Linked DNA regions of Xenopus tropicalis: region 2 is linked to region 1. Evidence: chromatin contacts called from public Hi-C data. All regions are on one chromosome and are shown on one strand. The core of a region is the stretch at or near the end of the contact, and the rest is flanking DNA. Distances in the headings are between cores, read along the strand shown.

What was found. Hi-C and Micro-C count contacts between places; a contact is called where the count stands out from the background.
Region 2: a contact with region 1 is called in a Hi-C map of gastrula embryo, with 2.2 times the contacts expected there. The contact joins two enhancer-like sites. A contact is called at or near these places in 3 of 5 Hi-C or Micro-C datasets (gastrula embryo, neurula embryo and tailbud embryo).

The regions. Positions count from the first base shown.
Region 1 is chr5:32,797,205-32,805,085 of UCB_Xtro_10.0, reverse strand. All of the region lies in intron 7 of wdpcp (WD repeat-containing and planar cell polarity effector protein fritz homolog), which reads right to left. Among named protein-coding and RNA genes, the nearest start is that of wdpcp, 35 kb to the right of the region's middle. Within about 2 kb of position 4,430, at least 4 of the 11 cell types and tissues checked have an H3K27ac peak or open chromatin away from gene starts, as enhancers often do. A contact at or near this core is called in gastrula embryo, where this site is marked.
Region 2 is chr5:32,962,721-32,970,601 of UCB_Xtro_10.0, reverse strand. All of the region lies in intron 21 of ehbp1 (EH domain-binding protein 1), which reads left to right. Among named protein-coding and RNA genes, the nearest start is that of otx1, 49 kb to the right of the region's middle. Within about 2 kb of position 2,966, at least 2 of the 11 cell types and tissues checked have an H3K27ac peak or open chromatin away from gene starts, as enhancers often do. A contact at or near this core is called in gastrula embryo, where this site is marked.

The sequences.
Region 1 (7,881 bases), core at 3,181-5,680:
ACACACAGGAGAGAGATATTATACATGGAACTGACACTTTATTTCTCCTGGCATATGTTATGTTACATAATACATAAAGTGGGCAATGCATTAATCCTACAATGTGTTCTGGGTTATTATCCTTAAAATTGGACCCTTATTTTTCTGCCATGTGGAGGGACAAATACTATGTCCACACAAGGCAACACAACCCCAATCACCGCCTCTGCCTCCCCCCACTGCATGATGACAGAATGAGTGCATTGGGGGATTGCACAGAGTATGAAATTGCCACTGAATATATGCTGCCATGTTTTCTGGGGATTTATACATGGAATAGTCCCTGGTATATTGGGAAGGAATCTTTGTAGAAAATGCCTTAAATTTAGCCCCCATCCCAACCCAAACACAATTATCACTTTCTGTCTATTCTGATCAGGGAACCAAAAACAGAGAAATGTTACTGCTAAACAATCAAATTTTAAGAACCCAGACGCTGGCTCCCCAAAAAAGCTACTTGTTAAAGTGACTATACTATGCTAAAATAGTCCATTGCTGTACTGAAGATTCACCAAAAAACTATCCCTTGTTTTGTCATTTGCTGAATGTTGCCACTGTTCTGCATTTAAGTCTGCTAGAAAACCAATTAAATATTAATTACAAGCCAATATTATTGTGTTGCCACCAACATGGATTTATACACCTTAGTTGCCATCAGGGTACAAGGTACTTGTTTCATTATTATATAATAATCATTTTGTAAAATTCGAATTATCATGGGAGGGGTTTAATGAACTTCTGAATCAATTAGTTGGGAAGCAATTCCTGTCTTCCTTAACTACTAAATCACAGAAACAGTAAAATACATGTTGTGGAAATTAGAGAGCTAAGCTTATTTTGCAGCAACTTGAAGTCCAGCGGTATATAAGCAAATAACAGTTAAAGCTATTTAAAAATGAAGGATCAACACAAATTATTTTAAACAACCCAATACAGCTAAAGTTGCATGTTGCATGAAATATGTCCAAGTATGGGATCCATTATCCAGAAACCCATTATACAGTAAGCTCCTATTTATGGGAAGGTCATCTCCCATAGAGTCTATAATTCAAAATTTTAAAACACATTTCCTTTTTTCTGTAATAACAAAACAGAACCTTTTACTTGATCCCAACTAAAATAGTATTAATCCATACTGGAGGCAAAACAATCATATTGGGTTTATTAACTATTTAATTTTTTTTTGTAGACAAAGGTCCCAAGCATTCTGGATAAATGATCTAATACCTATGTTTTGTACAGACCACAACAGTTGGTATAAAAACCTGATGTTCTGTGGCAATACGGCTTCAATAGGATACAATTTACCAAATATCAGAAATTTCCACTTGTGCACAAGTATAAATTATTTATAAAGTACATGGGAGTTTATCCTGACTTTGCACAGGATTTTATCATGACTTTACAGCTTGACCACATCTTTTCCAACTTCCAATTTCAGATTTTTTTTTTAATCTAAAAAAGTACTGGTTTAGAAGCTACATTCAGCTAAATCATACAGAAAACCTAGAAGTATATAAACAATACAAAAAGAAGTCTTTTATTAACTTGCAGTTTTAGCTTGGATAATTCCCGTGGACTGGTACCATATGTATCCCTAAGCTATGCCTTTGATGTGCAAGGGAAAAAAGGCACTGCCAATTAGCAAATTGACACTTGAAAAGGTTAAAAAGGCGTTTTTAAACTGAAAAATAAAAAGTAGACAATATTATTGCTGTCATAATACATAATATATGTTTTGACAATTATCACTTTTAACTATTTTCATCCTATCATTTTCTCTGATTTTTATTGGCTGCCAACCAAAGGACACCTCCCTATAGGTGACAGAACAAGAGAAGGCCCATGTTTAATTGGGACATTAATAATGCACAACACCATATGTTCGGAGGCTTCATGAGAACCGTTCTTTTTGCCTTCCAGCCTTTACCTCTTTTGCTTCATACCCACTAATTCTTAATACACAGTCACGCTTTCAGCCAATTCAGTAATTTTAGGATAAGACCATTTCCGATGACCAGATAAGGCACATCATTATTTATGCCAGAGACACTTCCATTGCGAAAGAAACGGTGTGAATGTGTATTTGCCGTTGTCTAACAAGCTTGATTGTTTGGTATAATTAAGTGATAATGAATGGGAGTTGCAAAGCATGGATGAATGATCTAAGATGACGACAATTACTGATGGATTCAGCCTCAGGTAATTATGGTGACCATGCATATTAGGTTACCGCAAGCTAATTATAACTCCCACACAGTATCCAAATTGCTAATAAGTAATTTAAAACACATAATTTGCTCCTCACCCTTCTGTCTAGCCGCAAAGTTCCATGGCAAGGGCTCCTGGAAGTTGTACTTCATTGGCTAATTAGAAACGACTTGCAAGCGAAAAATATACAGCGGGCATCTAATAAAAAATATTTTTAAATTGCACCTGTAAACCTAGTTTAGAATCATGCAAATCACTATAATAAGTAAAATACTAGATCTCTGCTAATGCTCTTTTTCCCAGGCTTGAAATGTTAGGAAAGGCAAAGACTGTCCAAGTTATGGGTTAGGCAATCGAAAAGCAGAATTTTTATAGGGTTCAACTAACTTTTTTATTATTCATTATCAAAGCCAAATTCCAAGTCATTAACTAAAATCATTTTACTGTGAGATCTATCATGGAATGCTTGGAACATGGGCTTTTCCAGATAAGGGATCTTTCAGCGTAGCACCATTCTTTAAAGCTACAAAACATTTTAAAAAACCCAACAGGATCACTGTGCCAACAGGGATTTATGTAGCTTAGTTAACACCCAATACAAAACTTTCTACATAAAATCAGTTAAAAACCCTGTACTATTCCTGAAATAACAAGTTACTCTTCACTATAGCTCTGCAGTCTGTGTCTCTATATGGAGCTTTGTATCAGAGTTGGATGAGACAGATAGCCCTGATATATTGTCTAGGCAAAGAAAGCACACTCCAATAATTGTGACTTAAATTATTAAGCAAATTTGACTCCGGCTCCTGCAATAAATTGACAGAGACTGCCGAGAGAAGGTTACTGAAGAGTATAGGTGTCAGAACTGTGGTGGATCCAAAACATTTACCTTGGGTTTCTGACTTTCAATGCAAGTATGTGGGCAGCATTAAAAGCACTCAAGTATGGCCTGCACAGCACTTACCCCAAGCAGAATCAATTTTTAACTAATTACATTTCATATTATTGTGAGATGAGGCATATATTACATTTTAATGATGGCACCCCTTTAAGCTTATACTACATAGATATAGATTCTGCTCAAACACTGTACTTATGAAGTATATTGTACTGTATCTGGAAGCAGGTAAATTGCCGACTTTTATGAATTTTAAATTGATAAGATGTCTGTTTCCCAAAACAGGGGCATCTGTAAAAAACATTTTAGTTATTCCAGTGCAAGTTGAATGTGAAAAATACAGAGAAAATACTAAAGAGAAACTTGCTGTGTTACTGTGAACAGTAAACCAATACGGGCACCACTCCAGCTTTACAACCAGTTAGGGGAAATCGATAATTTTAACCATAAATGAGTTTAGCCCATTTTAGACCCAGCACTGCAAGAATACAGATTCAAACTGAAGTGTGGGCACACTTTCTCTCTTGTTGGTGGACCATGTTAATATGGTAAAAATTATTTTTTCCAATATTTGCATAGTATATGTTAACTTACTCATGCCACTGGAAACACCACTGGAAAAACTCCAGAATAAATGAATAATAGAAAGGCTAATATGTAAAGTGTGTAGGTTTCAGAAGGGGGAATTTTCTACGGTACTAATTTTGTATTATTTAATATGATCTCCCTGAAGTTGCTTGCTGGGGCATATAGGCCCCCTAGCGCTCATGACCTGTGCAAAACTTTGCTATATGCCAATGGTTGCCTAAATAAGCTCACAGAGATTTGGGGCTAATGACTGGAAGTGTATGGGTCTGTGGGCAACACCCCTCCAGACCTAGGAGGATGCACTGGAAAACCACCAAACCACTGAATGTTTTAATTCACCTTCCCATTGCCTCCCAACCCTGGGGCATGTGTCCATACCTTGCCTACCCCCCATGACAGTATGGGATCTGTAAACCTGTTTAAGAAATTGCTTATTTTGGGTGCCATTAGTCCTTGTTATATATGTGTGTGTTTGTGGCCTTATACATATTTATGTGTTATACACTGTATGGGGGAGTTGTATTGATTACAGAGTCAGTTTTCCAGGTAATTTATATTCCAAGTCACACCCAGACTCAAAATATACATATCAAAGGATTTTCCTGTGAATTGTAGTTGGGCTGTATGTCTCCTACAGTAGTTATAAAACTAATTTCTGCATGCAAGAAACTCGCTCAACAGGATGTGGACAATGGGCAAGTTGGGAGTTTTATTATTCTCCATCTGATGAGTTGGGATGTTAGCTGTGGGGGCAGCCTGTGAGGAGATGGGGCAGTGTGTGGCGAGGGAGCATAGGAGGACAGCACATGAAGACTGGAGATGGGAGAAAGAGCCAACAGATGACCCATAGGGAAGCTATGAGGGCCTGATGGAGAGAGAGAAGATGACCACCATGTTTTCTTTCACTTTGTTATTGTTGGTAACTATGATGTAGACTAGGCATTAATCCTTAATTGTAAATATCGTTTTAGTTTTATCACTTAATTGTAACAATCTCTTGATTATTCAATACATTCACTTTTGTATACACTTATTGGTGTGGAATATTTGTCTGCTTTCTCAAAAGAACCGTAACCCTAGTAAGAGGGGTGAATAATATTATTAATATGAGATCCAATCTGAATTACAGGAAAGCCATCTCCCATAAGTTCATTTAAAGCAAATCATTTAATTTTCTATTTCCCTTTTCTCTGTAATAATAAAACTATCTTGTACTTGATTCCAATTAGCAATATTCCATATTGGTGGCAAAATAATCCCAGGGTGTATTTAATATTGAAATGTTTTTTATTAGCTTTAAAGTATAGAATTATAGAAAACCCTAGGTCTGAAGCATTCTGAATAATAGACCCATACCTGTACTAGGCAGTGCCTTGCCTGTAAATTAGGAAATTAGATATATGTATTAATATATTCACAAGGTATATATATATTATAGATTACAGATTTTTTGTTTAATAAACTGTTTCATTTTTATACTTTACCGTGAGTGCTTTCTAAGAGACTATATATATATATATATATATATATATATATATACAGTTCAAAATGCACAGCACTCACGAAATAAATGGTTACCGATTGCCTGGGTGCAGTCCTCATTGGCGTAGACAGATCCATTTTCAACTACTATATATATATATATATATAGAAAATAATCATCTGTGGCCAGCACACCCTTCAATGTTTCATCAAAAAAATTTTTTATTGCAGATATATTGTTAAAACCAACGTTTCGGTCCTTGTTAGGACCTTTCTCAAGGATAAAAAACAATAGTGCATCACATCACATCTAAATACCTGTGTACCCTAGCATGTGAAATTAGGTGCCCAATCTCACATGCTAGGGTACACAGGTATTTAGATGTGATGCACTATTGTTTTTTATCCTTGAGAAAGGTCCTAACAAGGACCGAAACGTTGGTTTTAACAATATATCTGCAATAAAAAAAATTTTTGGATGAAACATTGAAGGGTGTGCTGGCCACAGATGATTATTTTCTATGCATACATAATTTTGGCTAAGCACCCCGCAGAATATTGAGCCTTGGAGTGCGGACACCATTTGGATTGATATATATATATATATATATATATAAAATGCCATTTATTAGATCATGAGTCCCCCTCTTCCTTCCCAAAAAAGTTTTTGTGAGGCACATTAATAGAATGGAAGGATTCCATTATGCAGGGGGATTATCCATGCACTGGTAATTTAATTATCTATCTCACAAGGGACAAACATGGAGTAGCTTTAATTTTCCTTCTTGGCTCAAGAAATAATAAAAAACATAATTCTTTTGTAAAACAAAAAAAGGCAAAATATGTGTTCAGCAAAAGTCCTATATGTGATATATCTATATGTCAAAGCTATATAAATAAAAATGATACAATGCTAGGCAATGATATATTTAAATGTCCTTCCCTATTGTTTGTTTTGGAAAAAAAAAATCATTATTGACACATCTGCTATTCTCTTTTATAAAGCAGTACCTTGTACTTAGTTAACTGATCTGCTTTACTTTTTTTTTTTTTTTTTTTTTTTTTTTTAAATTTCAGCACTTTAGTAACTTTACTGTAAAAATCCATTGTTAAAAAACAGGTTTGTTAAGACTTCCACTTGAATATTGTATTCAGTTTTAGATACTTTGTCTACATACATAAGAATACTAAAAAGAAGGCTCATTGTATAAATAACAAATAATCAGGGATTATCGAAACCCTAAAATACAAATTGATATAAATGTATTCAGTGGTCATCAGAGTACTTTTGCAGTTTATATTATCAGTTTTAAACTGCTGATAGGCTTTCAGCTTAACACCTCTTTGAAAATCTAAGCGATAGAAACCCTAACTTTCTATGCACTTTTTAGGCACTTCATTTATTCTATTAACCCTAGGGCTCTCATATAGGCTCTCATATGAGGACTCTCAGTTGAGCCAAAAGCCTGGTATTAGCAAAAAATACCACAGAAACCTCTAAAAATAAAAAAAATGTAAACTGCAAAAGTGTTCAGGAAAGCACAGAGTAAGTTTATATCAATTCCTTTTTTGGGTTTGACTCCTCATAATTGGCATCCAATGAAAACGACCCTTGTGTGCATGACAACATTATGTAATGATGTATGATGTAAATATTAAACAATCTCTGTAAAAACTCTGCAAAATATGTATTTTAAATTAAATATAAGTTAAAAAGAGTTGCTGAATTTGCCATTTCTGGATTCTACACAAAATATTTGGCTGAATTCTGAACCAAATCTAAACCTTAATTTGAATTGAATAGTTGTAATTTCAGGGCCCACTTTAGGGGGAAGCCACACGGGGCGATTAATAGCCAAAAAAGTTGGTTGTGGCGACCAATTGTGGCAACTTACCCATCATAGATTTCTATATAAGTCAATGCGACTAATTAAGCGCCATTTGCACTGCACAAATTAGTCGCTGCAACCTTTTAAAAAGTCGCGCCTATTAAATGCTGCATATGTCTTTGCCCATACTGGCAACTTTTCACAAACTGCATTACCCTGTAATATTTAGAAATATTCTACACAGCCTTTTAATATCATTTATATTTGAATTTGCACTTACATTTACAAATCTACAAGAACATCGGAGGCAACTATAATTAAAGGGTATCTCCATTGCAAAAATGTCTTACTAATAAAGGAAAATAAAGGAAAAATGTCTTAATAATAAAAGAATCCAAAGCAATTGTCTGCTGTCCCTTCAAAAAATTTTCAAGGTTTTAAAGTAATTTGTAAATAAAATTGCAGGTTAAAATAGTATTTATTACATTCTGTTCTATGGTTCTGGTAACAGAAATCAGTTCTCATGCAAATCTGTTCATTAGCTGCATCTGCTGCAGTGTCAGAACCAGAAATACTGTATACCTGCAAAGCAGTCAGACTAGGTCAGAATAAGGTGGGTGGCCTGTGGGCACCCTTTAGCTGCAGGTGGGTAGTTGTACACATCTACTTGGGGTCAAAGAAAAATCTACTTTGTCCTGGTGAAAACGATTCCCCATGTGACATCACAGGTCAGGTGTAGCAGTACAGGGAAAAGAATGCGGGTAAGCAGGTGCAGGACAGGGAAAATTGGGTATGGTACCGCAAGGGCTTTATCCTAATTTTCTAAAGTATAGT
Region 2 (7,881 bases), core at 1,717-4,216, 170 kb before region 1:
GATGCACACATCCATTGTGCTAATGGACTTTATAAAAGTAAACTTTTAGTCACTTTACATATTTTCTTTTTATTCATGCTGATACCAAGTCATTTCTGCCACCTGCATTTGAGGCAATGTAGCGTGAGCAACAAAACATACTGTATGCTATTAGCCTATAGTACATGTGATGATTTCCAGCATTTTGCCACCTGCGGCCATTAACAGGTCATAAAGCAGAGGCCAAATGCTAACCTCCCATTCATTTCTATGGTGATAGTCATTTAAAAATGTGGCAGTCACATTATAAATTGACACTGGCATGACCAGTGCACTTATGGTTGCAGGCTATTGCAGTAGAAGATTTGGTGATGGTGGGGGTATTCCCAGAATTTGGTCCTCCTCTCCCAAACTGTAAATACCCATTGGCAATGAATTTGCCGTTTTCATTACTTTAAAATAACATCCCTGGTGTCTTACAGGTTTTTGGCACTTTATTAATTTAATTTTGCTTATGTAAGGATGAATTTTTGAACAGAGTATACGCTTCCCCTAAAGAGCAAGAGAAAGGACAAGATGGATGTAGGAACTTCTTTTATTTCACAAAGACAGGCATTTGACACCTTTTGACACCTTCATTGGTTTTACAGCGTTTGACACGTGCCTCTGTTGATTTTTTTTATTGGGAACACTGTACTACTCTGATGGGCAACTGGTTCACTTGAACCCCACCTACAACTATAGTCACACAAAGGCAAGTTGGGCCAAACCATTTATTAAGTACTCACACCTCACTGAGAGAGACCTATAAAACTCCCAGTATCCTGTTAGGTATTTACACCTTAGTTAGTAAGGCAATCTCTAATTTTCCTAATAGTGCTTATATAATATCCCCTTTACCCTCAGACATTGTAGCTTGCATAGGGATCTTTTCCCTACCCAGTCACAATTGGGAACTACTGTTGCTGCAGCAGTTTTCCATGAGAACATGTCATCATCAGACAAATGTCTCACCAGTCTGATAGAGTGGATTGTTAAGGTGAAGCACATCTGTCACCATAGCCATAAGCATCCTTTAAAATAGAGCTGAGGCAAGAGACAGCCAGGTAACAAGTGTAGTGCAACCACAGGGTGTTGGACTATATTGTGTATGTCTGTACATGTCTATATCTGTGCACATCCATACATTTGCATAGTGATTTTGTGTGGAACTTCCCCAAGGCGTGGGTGCCTTGCAGTACCTTTACTATAATGGGACATTGTAATGGGTGTCATTAACAGAGATTCACTCGGTTGCCTTATATATCCCTCCTCTATTCTTACCTTGTCTTTAAAGAAACAAGTAAATGTTGCTTCTTTCTTAATAAACATAAACACAATTATTGACCTTTGAGCTGCTTTTAATGCCTTTAGGCCATAGAGTGGTTAGCTATTTTGCTAAATGCATTGAATTCACAGGCTTATTCATGTGGTTAAATGTTTTTGTATAGTCAACAAACAAAAGTACTTGCTAGTGATCTTTAAATTTTAATTGGACATTATAATGCAAAAATATGGATTTAAACAATTGGTAATATCTATGACTTGTTGGGTTAACAAGAAAGAGATGCATCATTCTAATGTTAGTGCCTGGTAAAGGCAAGCAAGCTTTCTGCCATCTTGGCTATATGACTACATCGGTACTCTGTAGGTTTTGGATATCTGGGTCAAATAAAATATAAACCATATAACATATTTTTAACATAAACCTCATTTTGTAATAGGGTGTATATATTATTTTAATTATTGTGGAGGAGTGACCATATTTAGCATCCCGCAAATATAATAAGGAATATCCCGAAAATGGGTTAAATCCATGCAGTGATCCAGGGCTATGGTTTTTTTCTTAGGGAAAATCTTGGCAGCCTGAGATTATGGCACCGACTAACAAATGGCATTGTCTGCTAACTGCATTCTCTCTGTCCTTTTCATGTATTAAACAAAGAGCTCTTAATGAGATCTATCAAACCAGCAGCCCTTAGCCATTGCGAACTGCTTACAGTGGTTTGACTGAGGATCTCTGCGCTTGTCACTCAAAGAACTGGAAGGCTGCAAGTTATATATTTGTTGTGGTTCGCTCTGTATGAGCTTGTTCATTCTGCATGTAGGGCAGTACAGTAATACATGCATACATGGTGATGATGGCAATTCTTTCTTGGAATTGGTGATGTGATTGGTTTTCGCCAAATAGGGGGCAGCAGATTCCTATCCACAAATCTTGTTCATGAGGTTCTTAGAAAGGGGGAATATGGAGGACAGTTGTGTTGTGCAAGTAGCCATTTGCACAGGTTGGGAATGTTCTGGCATGCTCTCTTGATTATACCTTTTTTATACTAACTGGTTTCAAATATATAATACAGATTATGTGTTAAAAAGTAAAAATGAAGCAAGTTCATGAATTTCAGGGTCATGGAGCAAATAAAATAAAAATTTACCATTTTTATTTGAGCTCCTTCATTTAGAAAAGGTGCACAAACACTGTCTGAACCATCAGAAATGAATATACTGTAAATGTATTTATTTTGCACAGACATACTTGATTACACAGACTGAAAGAAAACCATAATACAGTGAAGGACCATAATGGTTTTATATTCTATATACAGTAAGCCCAACTAAATGAGCTCAAAAAGGAGGGATATTTTCAAGGAATGGCACTAAAAATACAAAGAAGATATTCTCAAGCATATGTTCTCCACTGTGTGATGTGCAATATTCCTGCCTGTCTAGGGCCCCCAACAAACGCTCTCTCCCTGTCTCATTCCCCCTTAAATACATAGTTATTGAGCAAATGATGTTCACACTGACTAATTGTGTGGGGGGAGAAATGATTATTTAATTGGTGCATTGAAATGTTAACTGAAACAAACCTAGCATGCAAGAGAGTTTAACGGGTGCAGTGTTGCACTAATGTCTGCATTCACTTGCAAAGCAGTTAATTAGGGCACTTAGGTAGTTCATTTGCTTTTGCATTGATGTGCTAAGTCAAACAAGATGACTCTGTTTTTTGCATGTGGGTGCTTACGTTGAAGGCTGGATTTTACACATTTAATAGAGTGATACTTTGTCTAAGGGCAGGGTAATGCATTTATACATACATATTCTTATTTGCAACAAACGGAAAGATCTTCCATCCTATTTTCTCATGACAAAGCTTCCCTCCATCTTATTTTAATTACAGTTAGCTGTGAACTGAGGCAGCTTATATGTAAATCCCTGCTTCATCTAAATGAATCCTTGTGAAATTTAGATTTTTTAGAATTTAGAAATTACTAAGAACTATCCCCTGGGATCATATGATGTACGGTGCACACAAACAAACCAAGGGCACTCATATAGGTTGGGTTACATCAGCCAATTAATGGACAGAGCTCTGTCTTTTACTCCCACACTACTTCCTGTTACAGTTAGAGCTGCATCATTTCCTGTCAGGTGATCTCTGAGGGACCACACAGCCCATCACTAAATGGTGGCTCAAAAGAAAATATATAAAAGGGCAATATATATATATATATATATTGCCCTTTTATATATTTTCTTTTGAGAAATATATATATATATATATATATATATATATATATATATATATATATATATATATATAAAATGTAGGATTGGGGAGCACACCTTCAAAATTTCAATACCTGGGTGCTCGAGCTAAAAGTTTTAGACAAATAGAGAGAATGTCGGCACTCGCAGGGTTTCCACATAAGGACAAAAAAATAAACGGTTTTAAATACAAACGGTGTTGTTTATTCTTTCCAACGTTTCAGTCCTGTACTCGGACTTTCCTTATGTGGAAACCCTGCGAGTGCCGACATTCTCTCTATTTATATATATATATATATATAATATTTATGTTCCAGTTTGGTAATATTCTTTAATTGTCCTCTTAACATGATATAAACTGTTTAAGTATTCATTCTGAGGGTATAGTTTTCCTTTAGTTGAACTCTATATTCTTGCATTAACCATTAACCTGTGACTAAAAATGTTCTAAAGGCACATTCAAGATTGTTTCAATGACAAAAAAGTCCTCAGCATTTTGGGAACTTGGTACTTGGTACAAGAAGATGATTGGTGGACTTGTATCCCTTTTAGGCAACTGCCACTCAGTGTGATTGGGGGCGCATTTTAAACATTTGTTCCCACACCCATAAAGCTACAAAGCACCTGGATGACAGAATTCTGAAAATTGCCTTATGTGCTTTTATCCTGATGGAGAGATGAGAAAGAGATCATGGAATTGAGCCCATAACATTTTTTTGCACATGTTCTTCTAATGCCACTTTTAAGACCCCACTTACTTTTAGGAAATGTCCAATACTAGTAACTACCAACAAAAAAGCACTTGATCCATTTGAGATACAAAGTGACTCCTAAGTTAATTAAGCAGTTAATTGTGCTTAGGATCTTGTATAGAGAAGCTGGAGTCTTTTTGTTGAATGGTTTCAGTAGCACAGCCCATATTGTGGACCAACTTCCTGATACTCCACAGTTTCTTTCTCTGGATTAGATAAGTGTTTCATATAAGAAGTATATGAGGCAGACTTAAGATGGCCATACATTGCAAGATCTGCTGGTTTGATGAGGTCAATTATTTCTGATAAGCCCAGCTTGAGGTGGGTGATATTGGACTGATCCAATCATTTGCCCCTGTGGCCAGGCTATCGGAGTAATCACCCCAGTGATGTTTTAAACATGTCCAATCAACAGCTGACCAATTTTCACCCAGATATCTGTTGGAGGGCCCCATACATAGGCAGATAAGTTGGGAGCTTCAACCAAAGGAGCCAAATCATTAGCTGAAATCTGCCCATGTATGGGCACCTAGAATAATGTTTGCCCATCAACCCACCAATGGACCATCCTGAGACTGAGCAGGCAGTATCATCAACTGCAGACTTATGGTGTTAAAGGCGGTTATTTTGCTATTTATTTAATTTTGTTCTTTCTTGTACCGGCCGTTTGCCCATTGTTTTGTTTATTTTGTTCAATGTCAACAGTATGTTGTTCCAGCCAGTGGCACCTCTAATTGACTAATACCTTGTCCTTCTGCACATACTTCCTTTAATAGACTTTTAGACAGACAAGTGTTAAATGACAACCCCATCAAGAATCTCGTTTGAGATGACATTACAGTATGGAATGTGTAGGTTAGCTCCTTTTCAAGATAATGTTGCTCCCAGCAATTTACTTGATTTGTGCTTTATCCATAAAGTTACTTACCAGGTTTTTTTCACCCTGAGATAATGCATATAGGATATTTTCTCTTTAATCTGCTATTGGATTGTGGTATTTTCAGGAGTGTTTTCTGCATAAAGAAAGAAACGGCAATTACCTGATCTACAGGCAGGCACCTGTAAATAAACAAAGTGTGAATATGCATTGACAGTCCATTGATGAGCTGTTCTTATCTGCAGGGGTCATCATTGTTTGTTATCTTAATTGAGTAAAAGGCAATTTACTTGCCATTTAATTGCAAAACCTGCCAAGTAGCTGATTAGTTTCACAGTAAAGTATATGGCTGCTTCGGCTGCTCCATTTCACTTTTCCCTACCTGATTTGCTGTTTCTCTGCACATTTTTAGGCTTCGAACCATTCAAATGTTTGTTACTTTTGTCTTTAGATTTTAGAAATTTAAATCGGCAAATGAGTCCTTACCAGTTTTTTTAAATTCACAATTTGTTTTTAAGTGGTAAATGAACTTATATGCAAGGAATGTACTGCTGCTTTGTAAAGCAATATAGAAAGAATTTCTGGTAAAATCACACATTTCTCAAACTTTTTTTTTTTATACCTGGTAATTTTGACTGTTTTTTTTCTATTTTTAAAACTTAATTGAGCTGAAAAATAACCAATGAAATTTATAAAAAAAAAGGCTACTTTCCCCATAAAATTATATACAATGATTATTTGCAAATACTGGAATTTACTGTCCAGTCCTTTGCAAAAGATGTATCCATTATACACTGATCCAGAAATGAGAAGTATTTGGTATTTGTATGCAGGAGATATGGGTGTAGTCTAATAGCTGTAGGCATCTGCCACCCAGCACCTTACAGGAGTCTCTGTGTCACCTTCTCCCACCTGGGGTGGTCCCCCTGCTCAACCTGCTGTTCATACCCTTTGGTCTTGAATGAGAAATATTTCAATACTGCTCTGTGCCTCTTGCCTGACTATATTTTTGGTAAGAAGTTAGCTTTGAAAATCCTGACCAGCAATGCCTTTAAAACTCCCCCAGAAAAAGACAGAATTGCATATTTGACTATTGATGTCACATTCGTATTTGCAAGTTCCCTAATATTCTTGCGTTTGGATTGGTTGGGTATTATTGTTATTGCAAAATTACAATACCCGCCCCCCTATGTTTCTATGAGAATCGTTACAGTAGAAAGCTCTTGCCAGTTAGCAAAATATCTTTTTGTGCCCATGAGCAGATCTATTTACATAGGAATGGCTCTTTTTTTTTTTAAAAAAAGGCAAGAAAGTTGAAACCATAGGGCAACAGATAAATGAAAATTTCACTAAATCCATTGGATAATAGAGGCAGTGTTAAGGCTAACCACGGTGTAGGACTAAACAGAGGGATTACTCCTGAGTTTTGCATCACTTGTTTTCTGCCGGGTGGCCTCACATGTCAAAAAAAAAAAAAAAAAAAGAGAGAAGGGGGGTAGAGAATAATGTTTAACGGAGAACGTTCACAGGCCACATTGAGAAAAAAAGCATTGGCTAATTCCATCAAAGCTAAGAAATCACTCATTAATTTATTCTGACCACCAATTGTTGGTCATTTGTGAAACATCTGGCCTTTAAGCCCTGGAATCGAATGTAAAAGGTGCAAAGTGAGGGGGATGTGCCTCAGCTTGTCCGTCCTGATTTGCATTAAAGCACCCTATTAATTTGCTATCTGTTTTGTGGTTGTGGTTTTTTTGTTTTATTTTTATATATTGAAGTGCTTTTTTTTCCACAGTCTTGTCTGGTGAAAAACTATTTAGCTTTTTATTTTTGTTATTCACCCTGTGCTTTGTACCTTTAAGTGCTACAATCCTGGCACAAGATTGTAATGTCTGTAAATTTACTCCCCCCTCCCTTGCCTGCCTTATCGTATGTATTTTGGTAGTAACACCAAGGTCTACATCAAGCAAGTGATAACAGTAATATCTGGACTGGGTATTACATCCGAGTGCTGGAGACTGACACAGACATGGACATCAGTCTGTGGGTTATAGCAAGTGCAAAGTCTCCAGTCTGCCATTATTTTGAGGCAGTCGTATCATCTGTTGACCTAAACCGGCCAAAAGCAGTACTGCAGCAAGTGATCCCATTGCATTTAGGTTAGTGGGACGCAGTCACTGGAGATCACCAGGTCATTTTGATGACTGCTACATAGCGTGTTGCAATTTACTGGCCACACACAGGCAGATTTCGTAGTGTGTGGTCTTTAAGCAATTGGTTTGGAATCAAAAGGATTTTCAAAATCACAAGTTTATGTATGCACCCATCAGGCAGCTAGCGGCACAGGCCTAATATGATGTGGCCCTTCAACCTAAATGCGATTTTTGATCAGCATGGCTCACCCCGAGCATGATCTAATTGGACTAGACATTGTGAATACATAGCAGTAGCTACTACAGGTATGGGACCTGTTATCCAGAATGCTGGGGACCTGGGGTTTTCCGGTTAAGGGATCTTTCCATAATTTGGATCTCCATACCATAAGTCTGCTAAAAATCATTTAAATATTGAATAAACCCAATAGGATTGTTTTAGCTCCAATAAGGAATAATTATATATTACTTGGGATCAAGTACAAGGTTCTGTTTTATTATTACAGAGAAAAAGGAAATCATTTTTAAAAAT